Regions from separate parts of the Arachis hypogaea genome. Here region 1 is linked to region 2. Evidence: chromatin contacts called from public Hi-C data. All regions are on one chromosome and are shown on one strand. Each heading gives the region's core, a stretch centred on a gene start, on an enhancer-like site or on the middle of the called end of the contact. The rest is flanking DNA. Distances are from core to core; before and after follow the strand shown.

Region 1 (4,610 bases), core at 458-2,957, 120 kb before region 2:
TTTGTTATCGACAAAAATACTCTCAAATAATTTAAAAACGTGTCAAAGATATACCTCTGTGAATTGAGCCGTACTACGTTAATGAAAATAACGGTATTTTTGTCATTTTTAAATAATTTAAAGATATTTTTTGTTGATAATATAAATTGACAGTATTTTTGTTAACACCAAAATAATCCGAGTGTATTTTTATAATTTACCTTTTAAAGTATGACACTGATATATTAATAAACGAATAATTTTACAAATAAAAGTTATAAAATACTTTAAAATAATACTCTTTAAATCTTAAGTAGCTTGACATTTTTAATAATTGAAATATAAACTTAACTTTTCAATATTTTTTATCAATATAAATAGCCAAAATTAAATGAATATTTGAATGCCTCTATCTAGAAAATTCCAATCAAAGAATTCATAATTCATAAAAAATAAAATAATATTAAATTAAGTAAAAAAAAAAAACAAAGCTTTAACGATAGTAACTGAAAATTAGAAAGGGGACAAGAAAATGTATTCATGGAGGCAAAAGTTTTTCTGGGTTTATCGTTTATTTAATTGATTTTTTATAATTAGTTAAAATTTGAATGAGTATGAATTCGAATCACAGGTGTTCAAACTACTAATGTTTATATAAAAACTTTTGGGGTGTGAGGGGCATGCCCCATGGTCATAACAAAGCTCTGATTGAAAAAAATTTTCTACATCATCTCCTAATTTGACAAGGTTTGTTGTTGTCCAATTAATTTTGAATTTTTGACACTTGTTTAGTAGATTAGTGATTAAATCAAATCAATTTTTTTTAGTTTTTTACTCTATCTTTTATTCTGATAGGCTAATGACTAATCAATCATTTTGTTTTAATTGTCCATAGTATTCTAAAATTCGACAAGTCAAAGATTAATCTATCGCGGATTTGAGCTCCATTTAAGGATCTGTCATTGGCCAATGAGGTACTGCATGCACAAGGTGAAATTTAAACTCTCAACACTTAGTCTAAGCGGACGAGCAAGCTGACTACCCAACTAACCAAGTTGGTTTTGTTTAGGGATGGCAACACCACCCGAACCCGCGGGTACCCACCCTGCCCCTACCCGCTCGGGGCAGGTATTATCTGCCCCGCACCGAGACGGGTTTTTAGCGGGGCAGGTTCTTGAGAGGAGCAGGACAGGTCGGGTTTAGGTAATACCCGCTCCGGTATATATATAATATATATAATTTTAATATATATTATGTGTAATATATATAAAATAATTAGTAAATGATTAATAATATTATATCATATTTAAATTTTTACTTTAATTTATGTTATATATGTGATGGTGGTTAGTGGTTACATAAATTTTGAAATTTAATTTTATTTATTAGATTTTAATAATTATAGGGTGGGGCGGGTACCCGCAGGGGCGGGTTAGGATTCAACGTTTTACTACCGTGGATAGAAACGGGACGGATTCTATGTGAATTGTTGTACGGCGGGACGGGGTCGGGTAGAGCAAAAACCCGCCCCTGCCCGCCGGTTGCCACCCTAGTTTTGTTGATTCAAATTTAATCCTTTCTTTAATTGTTTTTTCTCTGACCCAAATTTAATCTCATTTTTTTTGGGACTTCAAGCCAACATTAATCTCAACAGTAACTGTGTGCCATATAAGGCCTAGACGAATTTGGTGGGCTTACACATCAGCGACTTTGATTTCAAAGAAACCATTTTGGAGTGGACTATATAATAGATGTTGGACTTTTTAATACCGCCTTCTACGATGATAGTTTTGGAGCCCCCATTTTTAATCCCCAGCATGTTTTTTTTTTTTTTTTTTTGAGTGATATCCAAATTAGTTTCTATAAAAAATTGATAATTTGTCTCTTACTTGATTTAGAAGATTAGGAGATCAATTTTTTTGTGGAAAAAATAGAGTACAACTACAAAGAAAATTTTGGTAGCTACAACCTTTCCCTTTTAAGAATATTAAAAGAATTAGTTTCTAATTGAATAAATACATAAATCAATTTTTATTTTAAAATTTTAGACAATTTAATTAACCACTCTAATTTTTATGACTTTTTAAAAAAATTAGATATTAATTTTCTAATATTTTAAAATAACATGAATCAATTTGTCAATTTTTTTGGGGGGTCAGAGATTAACTTGACCAATTTGGGATTTTAGACTTTCTTTTATTTTTCTATATGAGAAACGACGAAGTACGTGCTAATTCTTTTTTAGACCGCAGTGTACTAAACTTCTAAAATATTAAGATATGTGTTTAAAAGAAAATAATGTTTTATATATTATTATGGACTACAAAGTACAAAGTACAAACCCAATTGTATTGTCATTTTTGGGGCTTATCCAACAACATATACTTACAAATAAAATTAACAATTTACCCCCCAAAAAAAAAAATTCTAATTTGTATTCACATACAAACTAATATAATTAATAAAATCATCAAAAAAAAATAATTCTAATTTTCATCAACATACACTAATTAATATCATTATTAAAATTATCCAAAAAATTATCATTTCTATTATCATACTAACAAATATAATTAATAATATTATTAAACATAATATAATTATAAACATAATATTATAATTAAAATAATATAATTATTAATATACTAACTAATAATATTATTAAATATATAAAATAAATATTTCTTAAAATTATCCAAAAAATATTATTATTAACAAACTAATATTATTAACAAATATCAAGAAAAAAACGTGCTGGTCCCAAAAATTACCAAAAAATATTACCCAACATTATTAATTCTAATTTCTCTAATATCAAATTCCCAAAAAAAAAAATCCATTACTATTATTAATGAATAAACATCATTAAGCAACAACATTAACATTATTTAATTAAAATAAACGTCATTTAAACAACAACACTACCCTTTCATGTTAAGGTTTAAGGATACTAATGCTGCTCGTGACTCGTGAGACCATTGAATCTAATTAAGAAACCTAAACCTGCACAAGATTTTATTGTCGTACTCTCTAGGCTTTAGCTAGCTTGCTAGCTATATATAGCTCCATACATGATACATGCATGTTCACACAATCGCATGATCTCTTACTTAGAACTTAATTACGTTAATTTGCCAAATTGAAGTCTAATACTGCCAAAAATCACGAATTTCATCTAACACGATGCAGCCTACCACACTTTACACCTTACTATCGATATCTATGTTCACACCGAAATTGTATCGTTTTATTTAATAAAATAATACTGGTAGTGGCTTAACATGCATGTTTAATTTAGCCCTCTTTTTGTTTTGCATTAAAACACAGAAAGAAAAAGGAAAACAATTAAGTAGAAAAAACTAGATACTAAAAAAGTTGAAATGACTAGTATATATTGAGTCTTAATAGTATGGTAATGAGAAAATACAGGGTCAACACACTTACCAACCAACTTAAACAACTTTTTTATTAATTAAGTTTAACTTTTTTAAAAAGAAAAGTATAAGTAACCAACAAGATTTTTGAACAATGTGTAAATAATGTAAATTAATAGGATTAAAAGAGTAAATTTAATTAGTAGCATTAAATTAGGGTGTAGTGTATTTTCATTTGATTGGTGGTTGTTTATGTTGTTCAAAATAGTCATTGTTTATCTAGCACTCTCCTTTTTAAAAATCAGATTTTGAATAATTAAGATTAGGCAAAATAACCTCCTCTAAACAAAATTTCTCATCGCGTCAACCTTCTGTCGCGCAGATCCTTTGCCGCCGCCGCATCTCCGTCTCCGCAATGCGCGACTCGCGTCGCAGCTTGAGGGAGTTCTCGCGCGAGTTGCGTGTGCGTTCCTTCATGTCGTCGCTGTAGGGAGAAATCATGCGAGGATGCTATTGCGATCGTGCCACAGTGGACGCGTCCTCCATCGCGTCGCATCCTCTGCCACTATCGTTCCTCTCTCTCATCGCTGTCCTCCATCACGCCGCACACCCTTGCGCCCTCCGTTGCGTCTCTCTCCTCCATCGCATCGCGCCCAACGCCGTCACTGTTTTTCCGATGTGATTTGGATTTTTTTTTGTGATTTAAAAAATTAGATAAATAAACACCAAAGAATATTTCTTTTCAAAATAATTACGCAAAATAATTTACGAATTTAATTTTGATGTACTATCAGTAAAAAGTAATTTTACATGTGCATTCAATTACATAATGATAGTAAAATTAACTAACTTTTATATTTGACCGTGTAAATGATTATCCAAAAGAACGAATGTGATTGTTTGTATTAAAATTAAACTCAATAATTCATATCAAAATATTAATATAGACAAATTATAATAGACATGATGATACGTTTATTGATTGATGTGATAGATCAAGGTAATTAACATATTAACTATAAAGAATATCATTTTATTGATAATTTATATTGCATTGTAATAATTAATTGTATTACGTTAATCATAAAATACTTAAAAGGCTAAAGCTAAGTAACGGAGTTAAACTCCATTTTTATTTTTGAGATTGGCGAATTGTACTAATTTAATCATTGATTTTTCAATTACTATAATTTGGTCTCCCAAATTCAAAAAAGTACACCAATATAGTCCCTCCTCAACGCTATTAGTGAGATAGCT
Region 2 (4,366 bases), core at 78-2,577:
AATAAATTTTAATAATATTTAATATTTTTGATATAAAATAATAATTAAAATTATATGGCTCATGAGTACTAAAATCGTATAAATATGGGGTTGGGTTTCATATTATATATATATAGGCTTTTATGTTATAAGTACGTGGGCAAAAATCAATTTTGAATGTTAAGAGTTAGGAAATTGTTATGGTATTTAACAGGGGTGTGTATGGGTCGGGTGGAATCGGGTTTGATGTGATTTCGATCCAACCCGAAATATATACCGGGCCTATTTATTAGATCCGAACTCAGTCTTAAACCCGATTATACCGGATAAAAATTGGGTGAAAACCGGGCCGTTAACATTACATTTTCTTGATACCTTCTTATAAGCTAGCATGTGAAAATATCCAAATTTCTAAAACTCCAACTATTATTTGACATGGTAAAATTCACTTAGAAAAATATAACAAAAACCAACTCTTCTCTAAAATTAAAGTATAATCATAATCAATACTAAATTGTCTAATAACACCAAATATTTAAATCAATATAAATAACACAATATTATGCATTAGTCTAAAATCTTATGCATTTTAAACATAAAATATTAACTTATAGTCTTATAATAACTAATGACACAAAATATTAAAGTTTACAATACTTAAATTTCACATAAGAATAGCCATCATCCATCACTAATAACATAAAATATTAATTGTGTATGATGACCGGACCATCGGACCGACTTCGGATGGCCCGAGCCATAGTCCGGACCCGACCCGAAATAATGATTGGGTCTATTTTTGAGACCCTTACCCGACTCTAAACCCGGTGAAATCACACAAAAATATCTCCTAAAGTGTTCGGAGCCGAACCAGGTATTCGAACGGGTCGGACCATACACACCCCTAGTGTTTAAAAATATTTGTTTAACTTATTAAAAATTAATATTTAATTTTAAAATATAAAAATAAATAATTATTAAATATTTAAATTTTATCATAAAAAATAAATTAAGTAAAAATTAGACACTAAATTATAAGCACTGTAAAATTTGTCCAAAAATTAATTTATGTAACACCAAAAATTGAGTCCGTGAGTGTATAGAGAAAAGAAATATATGATGTCTTCTTTATGATTATTTCGTTTGTAATATACTGAATTACTGCGAATTACTGATATAGAAAAGAGTTATAGTTTTATGTTAATGAAGGAAAAAATATTATTTTTTATGTAGCTTATTATCTCCACATATAAGAAAAAATGTTATATGTATCATCTTTTTATATTTGGTAAAATTGTAAATTCTTTCGCTTAGTCAACAAATCTTCCATATTTTCCCAAAATTGTTAGTTCATTCCATGTTTCTCATTTCCAAAATTTGCGATTTATTAAATGTGATTCCCTAACACATGCGACCTTCCACTAACAAGGGGGTCTTCTTGACAAGAACGACCAGAACCAAGAGGAAGAAGACGGAAAAAGAGTTGTCATCGTCAAAATATTTTTATTGAATGGACTATATGACACGCATTAATATTTGAAGTTGCATCTTCCTCGTAGTAATACTGATCCTCCCTCTAAAGTCTCAACTTTCTTTACAACACAGTCATCTCCCTACTCCCTCTGCTGCTTCCTCTCCCTACACCCTCTCCACGCTCTCTCCCTCTGCACCTCGTTTACCTCACCTTCACCGAACCCTAGAACCGCCGCAAACTCCATCATTCACCCTCCATTACTCTCTCTCTCTCTCTCTCTCTCTCTCTCTCTCTCTCTCTCTCTCTCTCTCTAAACTCCATTTCCAAACCTCCTCAACGAAACCCTAGCACCGCGCTCTGCCGTCCACCACGTCGCACGGATCTGCTTCGTTCGCTTCCTGTTGCTCACTTCTGCTCTGCCACGTCCACTCCGCCGCGTTCTCATCTGCTTCGCCGCGTCCGCCTCTTCTCCGCGGCGTCCTTCTCTTCTCCGACGCGTTCAATGGTGAGCTACTCTCTCTTAGTTTTTCTTTTTATTTCTCCCTTTTTCATTTCCTAATCACATTCCCGGAGTGTTATACTCATCAAAGAATAGATCAAGATATAAGCACCTACTTTTTTTTATATAATTTATGTTCACATTGTAGTGTTGTCAAACTAAATTAATTCCTCGTGATCTCTATTCTTTAGATTTGTGAAAAAGAGTTGAATACTGCTGCATCCTTGTTCTCTAGTCCAATGGTGAACTTCTTTTTGGATCTTGTAGCTTGTTGCGGGGCATAAATAAAATTATGCAAGGATCAGGAATGTTAATACACATGCGTATTTTCTAAATTGATTAATATGCACTGATTAATGGTAATTAATATTAGTTGCTAAAATTGGAATTAGCATGGTATATGTAGCAGCGAACTATAAGTTTTTGCAAAATTCATAGTTTTCTTTTTGATACAGTTTACAGCTGTAAAGAGAGAACTATAATTTGGATCTGAAATTCCTGTGTTGACTAAAAGTTGCTAATGGATCAGGGGAGGAAAAACACACATACAACATATCTGAAAAATTTTGTCGTTCAAATGATTACATTATTTTCAAGGTTTTACAATATGATGATAACTGGCATAAGGAATGGTGAGTTTAAAAGATTTTTACATGATCTCAATTTGATGCTGCTGATCTCATTTTTCCTTTGCAAGTTTAATTACACTTATTTGTGATTTTGTTTATGTTTCCTCCTTTGATGATGATAGATGAAGAGGATGTTTGTCAATTAAGTCGTATTCAGTGATCTGATTAATGAAAGGGTTTATTTTATTTAACCTGTACGTTTTATGCTAAGGCATATGCATAGGTATTTATGCTCTTTTTCTTTCCCGGTTCTGGTAAATGAGAAAAACCTTGCATGAGCTAAAATTTTAGCATATAATTGGATAAAAAATAGATATATAAATCACATCCTGGTTATTGCATGAACTAAAAATTGTTAATTGTTTGGGTTATTAGTGTCATGTTATATTTGATCTAGGATAAATTTAAATATTGTTTTTCAATAATTCAATAGCACCTAATGCAGGGTCAAATTAATAATATCCTGGGTGTTCCAGGAGCTGCACATAAGCTAAAATTTTGGCAATTCAGTTGGAGCAACCAGGGTAATAAGGTTGATTTGGATCATTACAATTATCCTGAGTTTCCGTTTTGTATGCTAAGGTATATGCATACGCATTTATGCTCGTTTTCTTTGTTCTGGTAAATAAAAAAATAGAATTGAGGTTTCAAGGAAAATGATACTGTAAGTTATATTTAACATCTTAGCTTCAGAAATAAGTTGACTGAGTCTTGTCTATGCCACTTGTGAAAATTGTGAATGTAAAATTTTGTTCATAGGATTATCTTGTTCACTCTAACAGGTTAGAACATTGTAGCTGGTGCAGCAAAGAAATAAGTGAAGGGGATCAGATTTCTTGAAGAAAAGATGGGCATTTTCCTCCAACATCTTAAAGATCATCTTTTGATTTACTTGCAATGATATTGATGAGTTAAGTGAATGCAAATTGAAGAGAAGAGAGATGTCAGAAATGGCAAGCAAGCTGCACCTGAAGAAGGAGCTTACCCAAATTCGGAAAGCAGCTCGTGTCTTGAGGGATCCTGGCACCACTTCTTCATGGAAGTCACCACTCAACTCCTCAAGATCTGCATCTGTATCTGCATGGAATTCTGCCTTCAACAACGTCCATGGCCCCACCACAACCACAAAGTTCACTTCCCATTCTCAACTTGACTCTCACGTGAACTCTGTGCCACCTACCACCAACAAGAGGGTCTTCTTGTACAATTGGAAGACCCATAAATCTTCCAGCGACAAGAATGACCGAGACCAAGACGAAGAAGAGGAAGAAGATGCTGCCATTGATGGATCTTCTTCTCTTCTAGGCAGTTTTGAGGACACCTTGAGTGATGCTCACAATGCCTGTGATTCTAAGAGCGACACATACTTAGGCACCGGAGGAGGTGGCCCTCGGTCTTCTTCCATCTTTCGATGTGGAGACACCAATCTTATCTCCTTGGCCACACCCTCTGCCAGAAGAACAGCGCCTCCTAAGAAAAAGAGTAAAAAACCTAACAGCAACACCCTTTCCCATTTGGATCCCATGGCAAAGTTTCAGCATAGAGATACAAATCTCAATCTAGGTAGAAAAGTTTTCAAGTCCAATAATGCATTGTTGGAGGGGCTTCCTCCCATGCCCTTTACCAGGGATGACTCTATTGACCACTCTGATGACACCGAAGACTACTCTAATTCTGAAGATGTGAGACAGGCTTCGGGTTCTGCCACATCCCCTTTGCTCCTCAAACTCAAGCGCAAGAATTGGTCTCGATCTTCCTCAAAGTTATTGCGAACAAGCCGAAAGG

Evidence for each region. Hi-C and Micro-C count contacts between places; a contact is called where the count stands out from the background.
Region 1: a contact with region 2 is called in a Hi-C map of leaf, with 3 times the contacts expected there. The contact joins the enhancer-like site here to the promoter of LOC112784371 in region 2. A contact is called at or near these places in 2 of 8 Hi-C or Micro-C datasets (both in leaf).

Annotation. Positions count from the first base shown.
Region 1 is chr20:132,225,333-132,229,942 of arahy.Tifrunner.gnm2.J5K5, reverse strand. No RefSeq gene overlaps it. Among protein-coding and RNA genes, the nearest start is that of LOC140183305, 12 kb to the right of the region's middle. Within about 2 kb of position 1,707, at least 3 of the 3 cell types and tissues checked have open chromatin away from gene starts, as enhancers often do.
Region 2 is chr20:132,109,523-132,113,888 of arahy.Tifrunner.gnm2.J5K5, reverse strand. LOC112784371 (protein STICHEL) reads left to right here and starts at 1,327. Exons shown (of 7, transcript XM_025827549.3): 1 at 1,327-1,958; 2 at 3,364-4,366. The coding sequence starts at 3,523.